3 separate regions of the Mus musculus genome follow, and all the other regions are linked to region 3. The links are chromatin contacts, called in public HiCAR-type maps. All regions are on one chromosome and are shown on one strand. The core of a region is the stretch at or near the end of the contact, and the rest is flanking DNA. Distances in the headings are between cores, read along the strand shown. Region 1 holds the start of Zfp108 (zinc finger protein 108). Region 2 holds the start of Arhgef1 (Rho guanine nucleotide exchange factor (GEF) 1). Region 3 holds the start of Itpkc (inositol 1,4,5-trisphosphate 3-kinase C).

Evidence for each region. HiCAR-type assays count read pairs that join an accessible place to other places.
Region 1: a contact with region 3 is called in a HiCAR-type map of astrocytes, with 4 times the contacts expected there. The contact joins the promoter of Zfp108 here to the promoter of Itpkc in region 3. A contact is called at or near these places in 1 of 39 promoter capture datasets (hippocampal neurons) and 1 of 115 datasets of contacts at active chromatin or transcription factors (astrocytes).
Region 2: a HiCAR-type map of astrocytes shows a contact between it and region 3, with 3 times the contacts expected there. The contact joins the promoter of Arhgef1 here to the promoter of Itpkc in region 3. A contact is called at or near these places in 1 of 39 promoter capture datasets (pre-B cells), 1 of 115 datasets of contacts at active chromatin or transcription factors (astrocytes) and 2 of 9 other capture datasets (adipose tissue and liver).

Annotation. Positions count from the first base shown.
Region 1 is chr7:24,251,990-24,256,461 of GRCm38.p6, reverse strand. It overlaps Zfp108 (zinc finger protein 108), which reads right to left and starts at 1,668. Exons shown (of 4, transcript NM_018791.2): 1 at 1,540-1,668; 2 at 572-629. The coding sequence starts at 586. It also overlaps a transcript of Zfp109 not described here.
Region 2 is chr7:24,900,374-24,904,799 of GRCm38.p6, reverse strand. It overlaps Arhgef1 (Rho guanine nucleotide exchange factor (GEF) 1), which reads right to left and starts at 1,814. Exons shown (of 30, transcript NM_001130151.1): 1 at 1,672-1,814. It overlaps Cd79a (CD79A antigen (immunoglobulin-associated alpha)), which reads right to left. Exons shown (of 5, transcript NM_007655.4): 4 at 3,499-3,567; 5 at 2,942-3,369. The coding sequence ends at 3,256.
Region 3 is chr7:27,226,217-27,231,154 of GRCm38.p6, reverse strand. It overlaps Itpkc (inositol 1,4,5-trisphosphate 3-kinase C), which reads left to right and starts at 2,538. Exons shown (of 7, transcript NM_181593.3): 1 at 2,538-3,804. The coding sequence starts at 2,668. It also overlaps a transcript of Coq8b not described here.

The DNA of each region.
Region 1 (4,472 bases), core at 419-2,918, 3.0 Mb after region 3:
GCAGCCTGTCCCAGAGTCCCCAAACCAAGAGATGCTACTTCAACAAGATTGAAGAAGAGAGACTCCTGAAAGCTGTCCTCTGAAGTCTACATCATGTCTTGACATGCTCACAAAGCACAAACCCAATACTAATGAAAAATTATTAAATGAAAAAAATCATAAACACGAGTATGAAGAACTCATACTTAATTGTAAAATAAAATTAGGCCAGAAGAGGGCGTTGGACATCCTCTAATTACATATAATTGGAGTTACGGGCAGTTGTAAGCTATCAGGTGTGAGTGCTGGGAACCAAACTGAGCCAGTGCTCTTAACTACTGAGCCATCTCTGCAGCCCACTTTTTCAAATTCTTTTTACTCATCCTTGTACACTTTCCCATGTGCAGTGCACTTTGAGCACATGTCCCACTGTCCTCTCTTATCCCTCCTCCTTCCAGACCTTTCTTCTCAGCAACTTCCCCTCTTCCTTCATGCAGTTCAGAGAGGCTCTGTGTAGAGCACTTGCCCGCCATGCAGGAGTCCTGTTTTCAATCCCTACCACTGTGGGGATGGGGGAAGCAACCCGACTTACCTGTAACTTGGTCATTGTTCTCTTCTCTTTGAGACAAGGCAGGGCTCTGGGAAGCAAGCTGGGGAAGAGAGGCTTCGTGAGAACACTGCTAGGACAGTTGGTCCACGTGGCTTCCTCAGCTTCTCCATCAGCCCCAAGGGCTGTGCGCGCTGACCAGGCTTTTCTGCCTACTTCCTACTAAGCCTCCGGGTTACCAGACTCACTCACCACATTCTCTATTTCTGGAAGCTTCAGGGGTGCTGGGCACTCTTACCTTCACAAGGCTGCCTGTGGTGATGGGTTTCCCAGAAAACACAAATGTTTAAGCAGCCCCAGAAGTCTGATGCATGCTGTGTCATGACTGACCACCAGCCTCAGAAGGGTCTGTCAATTGTGACAGCTATCTTACATGTTATTGTTTCCATACATGGGAGTGAAGTTAAACCTCTCTGTATCCTGCTCTAAAAGGCTTCATAATTAGCAAACATTATTGACCTGCCAGAGCCTCCAGAGTCTCTTTTTCCACATGCACGAAGATAATGACCAATAGAAATCTAAGCCCTGCAAGATGGCTTAGTGGGTAGAAGTGACTTCAGCTGAGCCTGATGGGGCGAGTTCGAGTCCCTGAACACCACACGGTGCAAGGAAAGACCTGACTCTCACAAGTTGTCTTCTGACCTCCATACATAAGCTGTGACACAACCCTCCCCTCTTAAATAAATAAATGCAAAACCAAACCAAATCAAAACAAAAACACATAAAAGTAAGAGTTGCCACTTAAGGCTTTATGACACTGGCCATCTGTCACCACAGCTTCTCTGCCAGGCTCCAGTGGGAAGCTAGACTCTCCCGGGGTTCCACCAGCAGCTGAGATGGGTCCAGGAATCAGGGCAGGAGGCCTCAGGCAGAACCCAGTTAAAAAGGACGGGTCGCTGCCACAGCTGCCCCGCTTTTCCCCGGAATGCAAACTCGTCTCTGAGAGGACACACCGGAATGCAAACTCGTCTCTGAGAGGACACACCGGAATGCAAACTCGTCCCTGAGAGGACACACCGGGGCACAGCGCACAGAAGGCCTGCGGGATGCTCCAAGCTCTCACCTCACTGGAAGGAAGCACTGCCAGGCAGCCTAGCCTTCTGGAGCTGAAGCAAACTTAGCTGCTAATGGCTCCAGAACTACAATTCCCAGAATGCCTCGGCGGAAGTTCATCGGTCTGGAGCTTTTTCTGGGACTACATTTCCCAGAACGAGAAGGTTCCAAGCTATTTTAACTAGAGTGAGGTCGGTGGAAATTGCTTTTTGGGAAATGTAAAAGTACCACTCTCGCTTAGAAAGGAAGTTGTGGGTCCAGACAAAATCAACAGTCTTTAGTCATATTTGGCCTTGTTTCGTTGAGAAATTTAAAATTGACCTTTATAGTGACTACCAGCTAAGTCCCATGGTTTAGAAATCTCAAAGGGTAGGTCTCTGTCTTGGCTGTAGGAAGGTGCAGTAACAGGACCAGAGGGCATAACTATCCTGGCTCCAGTTTTCAACCCTTTAGCCAGGGGGCTTATGGGGAACAGGGTCTCAAGTTTTGCCAACTTCTGGATAGAAAATTCTGTTCCTGAGTCAGATTAGCATAGGTAAGCTCTGGATGCCCTAGTGAGTTCGGTTAACATTCTGTCTAAGCTCCACCATACAGTTACCTGGCAACACCTAGGTATGCTCCTCCCCACAATTATCTGGCAACAGCCTGGTAGGCGGATCCACTATAAAAGTGGTTGCTTGCCCTCTCCTCTTTCTTTTGTCCTCTTGTTCTTTTGCTCTTCCCGTCTTGCTCCTGCTCTGTCCCCTCATACCTTCCCCCCTCTTTCTCCACGTGCTCATGGCCAGCCTCTACTCTTCTCCTCTACTTCTCTCTCCCATTCTCTGCCCTACTACCCTCTAAACTCCCCTCCCCAAGCCCTGAATAAACTCTATTCTATACTATACCATCGTGTGGCTGGTTCCACAGTGGGAAGGGATGTCTTGGCATGGGCCTGTTGAGGCACCCGCTTCCCCCATACCTCACCACACCCCTATAGAACGTATCCACCCCACCCCACCCCCATTTATCATTTTATAAACATATCAAGTTCTACTTCCCAGTCTGCATAAGGAGGGAAGAGGGTCCTAGGATTTGAGTATAATGGGGTGGTGGGTCTTACAGTTTGGTTTGCAGGTAAGTTCTATTTTAATGTAGGGGTCCCTGTCTGTCTTCCATCCTATCCCCTAATTTTCACATTCTCAGTGGTGGCAATAGAAAGTCCCTGGAAGGTTGCAAGTGGAACTTAAATCAGCAGGGCAGGTGCTACATCTACTCCAGTAGTGACACGTGCAACTGGCCCCAAAAACCTGGGCACTGTCCTGAGGCAAAAAGTCTCCTGGAACTGTGGCATCCTGAATAACGAATGCTCCAATGTCCATGCTTTAGTTGGTAAACAGATCTGTGTGCTTTCCCTTAATATTACTTTATTATAAGTGCTTCTAAGGATTCATTTTTGATATTTAGCTAAGTTAGATTCCTCATCAATCCTAGGCAGTCCTTGAGCCGACCAAGGGCTTTGAATTCAGTAAGAATGTTGCCTATTCAGTGACATTCAGAATTGCCTCTAGTATTGTAAGAGAGATAGTGAAAGAAATCAGGCATTATTATCTACTACATAGAGTTAGAAATCTCAGGGCAAACTACTCCCATATGCAGGAATTTACCATTATTTAGGAAGAAGGAAGGTTGTGGTCTAAGGAGGAACCAGAGTAGATACTTAGAACTATAGATAGCTGAGTTACACCCATACACAGGAATTTACAATGGCCTAAGGGGGAGGTGGACTATACAATAGACTAGAATAGGAACTATGGCAAGGGCGCGAAGCCCTTGCCCCTGACTGTTGCGGCCGCCAGCAGCTCGCAACATGAACGGTTCGACTGAGAAGGCCACTCGAGCTGTAAGAGAGGAATCTAGACGGGGCGAAAGAAGAAACGGAGCTAAGACAAATTTATTCTGATCAAAGCTCAAATTTTATTGTTGCGACACTAGTTATAAAGGAAGGGGGAGGGGACCCGACTCCCGCTAATCTCTGGTCCAGTAGAAAGGTGCACGTGTGTGGCTCCGCAGGTTCTAGCAGTGGGCCTGGCAGAACGAATGAGCAGGAAGCTCCACCCCTGAGCAAGCAGGTTTCAGGCTGGGGGAGGGGAGACTACACCTGACTTCTAAGATTAAGTGGACCTTAGGTGGAGCTGCTTTTGATCCCAGTTGTTAACATTGTATTTTATCCGAGTTGGTTCCTGCCAGTCCTTTGTAGGCATTCCTCTGTTTTGTGTCATATACTTCGATGTACCTTGCCTGCTGTGATATCCGACTCCTTTGCTTTCTGTATTATAAGACTAGTGCTTGCTTTAAGACATTACATTCAGATCCACACTCCCTTGTGTCATGTCTGTTTGTCACCCCTCCTTCTTCCCGACTCTTTGCCTACCTGTAACCGAAACCCAAGTTTCGCCCATGGATCAAGGACCCAAGTGAGGTTCATCTGTGGCAGCTGGCGCCTTGAACCAGGACATCAGACAGGTAAGTCTTTTCTCTCCTTTTTCCCTTTTCGTTTTTTACTTCTCAGGCAAGGATAGGATCTCATCAGAGCGCTGCAGGCCCACTGATAAGAATCGTCAGTTTGAGGAGGACAAGTAAGTTTTACCATGGAGCAGTCAGAATCGAAAAAGAAATGGTTGTTTCTGTCGGTCTTTAAGCACGTGTTGTCTGGCAGAGGTCTAAAGGTCTCGGATAAATCCTTACAAGAATTTTATTATTTCGTGCAAAAAAAAAAAAAAAAATCAGCCCTTGGTTTCCAGAGAAGGGAAGCTTAACATTGGAGGATTGGAAGCGAGTAGATAAAGTTATGAGG
Region 2 (4,426 bases), core at 565-3,064, 2.3 Mb after region 3:
CTAATGGTTTATGGGACCTCGATAGTGGTGTGTGGTGGGTTCTGTAGGGCCCTGCCTTGATCTATGAGAAGCCTATGCTTATGTTAAAAGCCAGGTCTCCGTGAAAGGCTTCCTGAAACCTGGAAGGTATGTGAGCTCTTATTGACCTATGTAACGTGGCGGGTCTTCACGAGCCCTAAATCTTACGTGGGACGTGGCTGATCTACAACAGGCGCTCACTAATTCTGCAGCGGTGGTGGTGTGGGTGGCAGGGAAGACGTGTGGGGTCAGGTTTCACGGCAACCAAGGGCTGCCTATCTCACCTGTCGGATGGGAAGAGAAGCAAGCCACTGCAGCCTCAGGAACCGAAGCCTCCGCGCTCGAGCTCCAGGTTCCCCCACCCGTGCCGCAGAGTCGCTCTAGCCGAGCCAGAGGCCGCCTTTGCGTCCAGCTCCACTCCTCCCTCCGGCCGCTCTAGCCCGCCTCCTACCGCTCTCCGGCCTCGGCAACTCCACTCCTCCTGCCGGCGGGTATCGCAATACACGGCGCCACGCTGGCCCGATAGGGCCGCTCTGGTCTGCCTTGGAGGACCCTTGTTTCCGTATTTCGACTGCCCCTGTCACTCTCCTGGGCCCCGCCCCCTTAGCAGGAGTGGTGCATGGTTCCATTGCCTGGTTAGGGCTCAATCTCGGAGAAACTTCAAGTCGCTCAGGTCCTAAGCACCTATCGGGACCTCACATGAGCTCTACCTCCCCAACTCGGACCTATTAAATTCCAAATGCTTGTATACCCTCTGTCACCACTGTCAACTCCTCCCGCTGTAATTGGAAAGAAAAAACAAAACAAAAACAGAACCCCCTCACATAGATAGACACACACACACACACACACACACACACACACACACAAACAAAAGCATAAAACACTCATGCGCTCGAGCATATATTTTCTTCTGATAGACTAACCTGCAAAATGCAATGACTTCCCTTTAGGCCTCAGTCTTCCCATCTGTTCAATGAGGATATGTTTCCGGTTCTCTCCCCTACAGCCATCTCCCAGAGTATAATTAATACCACAGAGAGGGTAAGGAAAAAAGCTTTCTGAGACGTGTTTAACGCTCTGTAAGTCTCGGCTTTAAAATGTACTGCAGAGATATTTGTTTATTTTAGGGAGCTCTAATCAAGCATCCATGATCGCAGGGACAGCTCTTTACAGGAAACAGCTTTGAGTTCAAGTCCCAGATGCTCTGTCCCTACGACAAGGCAGTCCGACTCCCTGGGCCTCAGTTTCCCTGCTGATAAATGAGTGTTATCGTTCTTCGCTGGGAGCCTGGATCTCTACCTACTTGTGCTCTCGACAAGTGCTCTCTCTCTCTCTCTCTCTCTCTCTCTGTTTTGTTTTGTTTTTTTTTTTTTTTTTCTTTTGAGGCAGGTTCATGCTAGGTCGCCCAAGCTAACCTCGAACTCATGGCAATCCTCCTGTCTCTGCTTCCCAACTCCTGGGATGACAGGCGGGCGCCAACGCGCCGGGTTTTCTCTTTGCTCTCTTTGACAGATGAGAAAACCGAGGCCAGAGAAAGGCGGCTGCAGGTTCACTGGGCGCACCCTGGGAGGCCCTCCGCGCCCGGTCCCCTCCCTGCTCCTCCCTGCGGCGGCTGGAGGAGGAGGCCGGGCGGGGCCAGGGACAGTGTACCTGGTGTCCGCGCGGGGAGGTGACCGGCGAGGCGCCCGAGGTCGGGCTCGGGGATCCCGGGCCCGGTGTCCCGACTCCGGCTTCCTGGCTCTGGCGGGCAGGAAGTCGGGGCGTTTTTCCGGAGCCCCCGCCCGCCGCCCCTCCCCGCTTCCTGCCCGCGCCCCGTGCCCGCCCGGCACCTCGGCTTCCTTCCCCTTCTCGCCGCCCGCGCGGCTCCTCCTTTCCCCGCGGGCGCGTCCCCACCCGGCCCCGCCCGGCTCCCCTTCGCCTTTGTCCGCCTCCGCCGCCCTCCCTGCTGTTGCCCAGCTCCTGCCCTGGCCCTTACTCTCTCTTTCTCTTAGTTTGCGACAAGGGCTCCCTATGTAGCCCTGGCTGGCCTCGAACTTGTTGTGTAAGGCGGGCTGGATTCGAACTCAGGTGTCTCTGCTTCTGGAGTAGAGAGATTAAAGCTAAAGGTGCGCGCCACCACCCTGATCTCTTTTTCGAAGCTCGAAGGCCTTCCTGCCCACAAGGTCAGGGGCCCATCCAGGCACTCCTTGCTTTCTGGCCTCTGTTGCTTCTCCCTGCTGCAGCTCCTCTGTGCCTTGATCACGCTGGGCCCATTTCTTGCTGTTGGCTGTCTCTCTCATGCTCTGAGATTTCAGGCTTTGTCCTTTCCTCAACTGTTATTATCAGGCCAGCCAGTTTGTGTCTGCTTCTTCCTTTGGCTATTTATCTCTGCATCCTTGTCTCTGGGGATCCCACTGAGTCTCCTCTTGGCCTCCTGTCTTTTAACAACCTGAGTCTGCTCTTCCCATCCCAATGACTGTCACACCACTCTAGCTCTCTCTGTCATCCCCCTCCCCCCGGTTCTTGACAGAAACTCTCCAAATCTGCCTTATGCAAGTGAACCCATGAGGGAATTAGGCCCCACTCCAGAAAATAATATCTTGTGTTCTCAGAGTTTAAATATAGGTAAAAATTTGGTAACACCCGGGCTGGTTCCCCCTTGCTTTGGGACATGAGGAGGGTGAGGCCCTATAAGGGAGATAAACCAGCATTTCAATTGGGGTGGGGACTTCCCCAAGAGACTTCCTGTTATTTTGGGGGGAGGGGGTTGGGGAAGACAGACAGCAAGAACTGTCTGGTCCCAGATCTCAGAAGTGGTCAGGTGAGAACTTGAACCTAGAATCCTGGGTCTGAGGGGGGAGGGGACTTGGGTTTTCTGCTCCTGGTTCCCTGGCAGTGTTGAGGAGCAGTCTACATGAGATCCATGACTCCTGCCAAGGGCTGCTTTGGGAAGGATTTATTATCACTTAAGTGGCCATGACAGATCTGGGAGGAGGGGGGGTGACACTAACGAGGCTGCTGTAATCAGCTCCCCTAGAGGCAGCGATTAAGGGCTCATTACCCACTAGAGAGGGAGCTGGACTTGGGGAAGGACAAGATTAGGTGGGAGAATAGGGTGGGGCAGCCTGGAGGCAAGGGTAGGCCACTCGAGTGGCTGGAGCAAGCACTGGGAAGGGGGGACTCCAGGGGAAGAGTGGGGAGGCAGGGATGCTGGAGTCAGACATATGGCAGGCAGGGAAGGGTGGGACATGTCAGTCATGGCTTTTCCAGCTGGGCATCTCCAATGTGGAGGTTGCCCACATCCTGGTAGGTGCCCTGGAGTCCCCTGGAGATGTCCTCATACATAGAACAGTCATCAAGGTTCAGGCCCTGCAGGGGTCAGAGAGGAGACATCAGTACCCTGACAGCTGGAGCCCCAGCGTCCAGTCAACTCCAGGGTGAGACTCAAGGCAGACACCACACCCCATGCACCCGACGCCTGCTGCAAACAGTGCTTACCTCATAGAGATTTTCATCTTCATAGTCATCTGGCATGTCCACCCCAAACTTCTCATTTTGCCACCGTTTCTACAGAAGGGGATGAAGTAGAAGCGACGTTTAGCAAGGAGGGAGGTGAAGGGTTTTTAGACTGTCTCCTACTAGCAAGTGCTTTATCAGAAAGAGTGAGGGATACTGTGCTCCCCACCATCAAGGCAGATCCCACCATCAGGATCTTGGCAGATTCTAGTCTCTGCCCCTCTCCTCTCTTTCTTTTTATGGGCCTCAAACTTTAAGCAATCTCCCTGTCTCAAGTGGACTGCTGCACCTCCCTGCCACTCCACTGATGCTCTGAGGATCTCTATCTAGCAAGAACTACCTGGGAACTCAGTACGTGGACCAGGCTGGCCTTGGCTCCCGAGAGATCCGCCTGCCTCTGCCTCCTGAGTGCTGCTAGGGTCAAAGCTGTGCACCACCATGCTAGCTCTCTACTGCTCCTCAATGACAAGCAGAACGGCGAGCAGGGAGTGAGTGGTGCTGGACATCTGTAATTCCAGTGCTTGGCAAACTGAGGCAGGAGGATTGGGAATTCCAGACCAATATGATCTATAGAGTGAGTTCTAGCCCAGCCTGAATTACATAGCAAAATGCTGTCTAACCCTCCCCACAAAAACAAAACAAAACACAAAACAAAAATTAAAACAAACAAAAATAAAACTGGTGGTGCCACCTGCCTGTAATTTCAGTGCTTGGAAGGTAAAGAGGAATCAGGCCAGCCATGGTGATATAGCAAGTTTGAGGCTAGCCTAGACTAATATCTAGCTTTAAAAAAATAAAATAAAATAAAGTAAAATAAAAACTGAAAGCAAAGAAAGTCCAGATGATAGCTCAAGCTGGTAAGTGTATTGCCATGCAAACCTGAGGATATGAATTTGGTGTGCGGAATCCC
Region 3 (4,938 bases), core at 1,289-3,788:
CACACACACACACACACACACACACACACACACACACACAAACCCCCAAGGTGCTGGAGTTGGGGCTCAGCAGTTAAGAATGCTTGCTTTTCTTCCAAAGGATCCGAGTTCAGTTCCTAGTGTCCAGGTAGCTTCAATTACCTGTAAGCTCAACTCCAGATCTGATGCCCCCTGCTGGTCGCCAAAGGCACCTGAATGCACCTGCACAGGCACACATGTACACATAAGTAATTAAAGAACCAACCAACCTTGAGGTAATGATCTAGTGTCAGAGCCTAGAACATAAGTCCTCTAGACATGAAATCATCTTCATTTATTTATTTAAAAATCTAAGACCCTGCCAGGCATGGTGGCGCACGCCTTTAATCCCAGCACTCGGGAGGCAGAGGCAGGCGGATTTCTGAGTTTGAGGCCAGCCTGGTCTACAAAGTGAGCTCCAGGACAGCCAGGGCTATACAGAGAAACCCTGTCTCGAAAAAACAAAAAAACAAAAACAAACAAACAAACAAAAATCCAAGACCCTGGGCTAGAGAGATGGCTCAGAGGTTAAGCACACTGACTGCTCTTCCAGAGACCATCCCCAATGAGATCTGATGCCCTCTTCTGGTGTGTCTGAAGTCAGCTACACTGTACTTATGTATAATAATAAATAATTTTTTTAAACCCAAGACCTTGTGCCCATGTAAAACCCAGGCTCTTGTTTTTTGAGATTGGCTCTTATCATGTAGGCCAGGTTGGTGTTGGGCTAGTGAAACATAAGAATGTCTTGTGTCTGCCTCCTGTGTAATATGATTATATGAGTGTGCCATCACCCATGGTTTAGACATGAGATTTCTTCATTGTTTTAAACATTGAAATTCTTTTCTTTAAGATTTATTTATTATGTGTGTACATTATAGCTGTCTTCAGACACACACCAGAAGAGGGCATCCGGTTTCATCACAGATGGTTGTGAGCCACCATGTGGTTGCTGGGAATTGAACTCAGGACCCCTGGAAGAGCAGTCAGTGCTCTTAACCACTGAGTCATCTCTCCAGCCCTGGAATTCTTTCCTAAAAAGGTCTTACCTATGTACTTTATTATTCGAGGCAGGGTTTCTATATGTAGCTCTGGCTGACCTGGAACTAGCATAAATTCACAGAGATCTGTCTGCCTCTGTCCTGAGTACTGGGGATTAAAGGTGTGTGCCACCCTGCCAGCCTTAAAAAGATTTAATTTTATGTGTGCGGGTAATTTTGCCTGCAAATGTCTGTGCATGCTATGCATGCCCTGAAGAAACCACAAGAGGGTGTTCAATGCCCTAGAATTGTGGTTAGAGATGATTGTGAACCCCCATTCAGGGTGCTAGAAACCAAACTCCCAATTCTTCAAGAGAGCGACTAATGGCTCTTAACTACAGATCCATCTCTCCAGCCCTGAGACTGTTTTTGTTGTTTTTCTTTTTCTTTCTTCCTTCCTTCCTCTCTCTCTCTCTTTCTCTCTCTCCCCTGTTGTTGTTGGTTTGTTTGTTTTTCAAGACAGGGTTTCTCAGTATAGCCCCTGGCTGTCCTGGAACTCACTCTGTAGACCAGGCTGGCCTCAAACTCAGAAATCCGCCTGCCTCTGCCTCCCAAGAGCTGGGATTAAAGGCGTGCGCCACCACCGCCCGGGTTTTGTTGTTTTTCAAGACATGGTTTCTGTGTAATAGCCCTGGCTGTCCTAGAACTCACTTTGTAGATCAGGCTGGCCTTGAACTCAGAAATCTGCCTGCCTTTGACTCCTTAGTACAGTAATTAACGGTGTAGGGCACATACCCGGCTAGCCCTGGAATTCTTTGAAAACAAACACATATAAATTTATTTATCCACAAATCTCGCACTCTGCAGTCCTGGGCTCGAACTCAGGACATCAGATTTGGCAGACCTGCTGTCATTTCATTCCCCTCCCCTTTTGTGTGTATTGGGGAGGAGTGTTTGAGATGGGGGGTCTATGTGGTCCAGGTTGGCCTAGAACTCACATAGATCCGTTAGCCTCTGCCTCCAGAGTGCGGGTATAAAAAGCTGTACCATCAAGTTGTCTCCTCTGTGTGCGTGTGTGACTACCCCTGACTAGGAACTGGCCATGGAACTAAGGATGACAACCTCTGAACCTCCACTCTCCATTTCCCAAGTGTTGGGATTACAGGTTTGTACCACCATGCATCAGACTTCTCACGGGAGATTTAGTGGAAGGGAAGGCAACTAACTGCTTGAGAATTGACTGCGGAAGCACTGAAACTTACGCCTGTGGGGATGTCTCAAGTCTTTGGAAAGTCCATCTTGTCTCTGAATGTTGAATGAGTGCGTGGTTGAACTTGTTACTGGGGCGGAGTAAGTGATGTAGGGAAAGATCGCGGGGGCGCACGACCTAGACCCTGACCAGAATCAGAAGCCAAGTGCTGGTTCCCTGCGAGACACACGGTGGCATCCGAGGCTCCGCCCCACACTCGTCAACTCGTCACTTCCGGCGAGGGCCGTGTTTTGGGCTTTCCCTGGGAGGTGGAGTATCGGTTAACCCCTGCATATCCGAGCGGCCTGGAGCTCGGCGGGCCGGAACCCACGAGTTGGGGCTCCCCAGCCACACCCCTCGTAGGATTTTAAAGGGGAAGGAGGGGCCGGACGGGCCAAAGCCCGGGCCCTGGGAGCGGGTATGAGGCGCTGCCCGTGCCGGGGGAGCCTGAGCGAGGCGGAGGCCGGCGCACTGCCAGCCGAGGCCCGCATGGGGCTGGAGGCGCTGCGAGGTGGGCGGCGGCGACAGCCTGGACTACAACGACCTGGACCGGGAGCAGGTGGCCCGACGGGACGGCCGGAGGGGGGCGGTCCCCGGGCCTGGATCGAGGAGTCCAGCCTCCACTCCGAGGCGGAGAGGACCGACCTCGAGCCTGCGCCGTGTCCGAACGGTCCACAGGCAGAATCCTGTGGAGATGGACACGCGGAGTGCGAAGCAGCTGGCCTAGTAGTTGCGTCGGAGAAGCCCAGGCAAAATAAGGAGCTAGACGGGTCCAACCTCCAGACACATCCAAGAAGGAACAGCCCCCTGGTTGAGATGGAGATGGCCGGTTCCTGGACAGATGGCTTTCGAACTGATCTTCACAGATCTGACCTCCAGTCTCGGCCAAAGAGAGCCAGCCTCTGTACCCAACCAGGGTTTGATGAGTCCTGGACCGAACTGGACAGATCCGATATGTGGCAGACTCTGCCAGAGAGGGACAACAAGCCCAGGGTTGATAACCTTAGGACCCACCATGGCGTGTCCAAACTCCAAACTCACCCAGTCTGCCTCTCACCAGAATCAAGTGCTGATAACTCCGGCAAAGAATTGTCCGCGGATGCTTCCAGGACTCCACATGACACCGACGGCTTCTGGATAGAGTCCCAAACTGATGACTCTCTCAAAGGACCTAGTACTCAGACAGCCTGCAGACAACCTGGGAGTGATGGTTTTTCCTCAAAAGACACTGAGAGTGCCTTGACTCAACCTGGCACTGATGGCCTCCGGGATGACAGCGTTTTGGGGGAGTCCAATGGAAATGATCCATTAGATTTATCAGAGCCTGGAGAGTTGGTGACTAACCTGTGCTCCCACCTGGAGTGCAGCTCCCTGTGTCCTGTGCCCCGCCTTATCATCACCCCAGAGACTCCTGAACCTGAGGCCCAGCCGGTGGGACCCCAATCCCGGATTGAGGGGGGCACTGGCGGCTTCTCTTCTGCCTCCTCTTTTGATGAATCTGAGGATGACTTGGTAGCCGGGGGCGGAGGTACCAGCGATCCTGAGGACAGAGCTGGAGTGAGTAGGACCCACCACCCCAAATCTCATGTCCTCCCATCCTTTTGCCTTGGCTTAGAAAGTCCTCTTCCAGGTTACTCTTACCTACCTGCCGGCAATTCCATCTCTCGCTCCCTCTTCCATTCACTGGTCACTTCCCCGTGACACCAGGTGACTAACCCATTTCATTAACCCCCTACTCTTTGCTCTTTCATTTCTGTCTTTTCCTTTAACCCCTCTGTCACTAGTTCTTGGGAGCGGTCCGCAGTGGACCTTAATCAGGCCTAAGGGATCTCTGAGATTGTGCCAGTGTGTGAGTCTAGGTGCACACATAATTTTACATGCAAGGCTTCTGTGGACTCCTCCGCAGGAAGTCTGATGCCCAGCTCTTAAGAATACCACCAGTAAGAGGCTGGAGAGATGGCTCAGCTCTAAGAGCACTGGCTGTTCTTCCAAAGGACCCAGGTTCAAATCCCAGCACCCACATGACAGTTCACAATTGTCTGTAACTCCAGTTCCAGGGGATCTGACACCCTCACACAGACACACATGGAGGCAAAACACCAATGTTAAAAACAAAATCTCAGATGTATTGGTTGAACCCTTGGCCTATTTGCCCCCTCTCCCTCCTCCCCCCATTTTCCTTCTATTTATTTATCTTCCTTAGATATTCTTCTGTGGCCCATCCTGGCCTCAGATTTTCTTTGTTACTGAGGCTGGCCTTGAACTGTTCACCCAGCCTCCGGGATTACAGACATATTCCACTGTGTTGTACCCCACCTCCCCATAAGATAGATTGGCTGTGTCGACCAGGCTGGCCTGCAGACTAGACTTCTGCTTGCTAAGATCACATCCTACCTCTGCCTTTCAGGAATTACAGACAGGGTGTGCTACCATGCCACACTCATTTGCCCAAACTCACTATGAAGCAAGGCTGGCTTTGAACTTGCAGCCATCCCGATGCCGTAAGCCTTTTTAAAAAGATGTATTTATTTATTTATTTTTACTTAGATTGATTTATTTTACGTGTGTGTGTGTGTTTTGCCTGCATGCATATTATGTGCACTACCTGCATGGATGCCTGCTACCTCGGAGGGTCAGAAGAAGGAGTCAGATCTCCTGGACCTGGACTTACAGATGGTGCGAGCCACCATT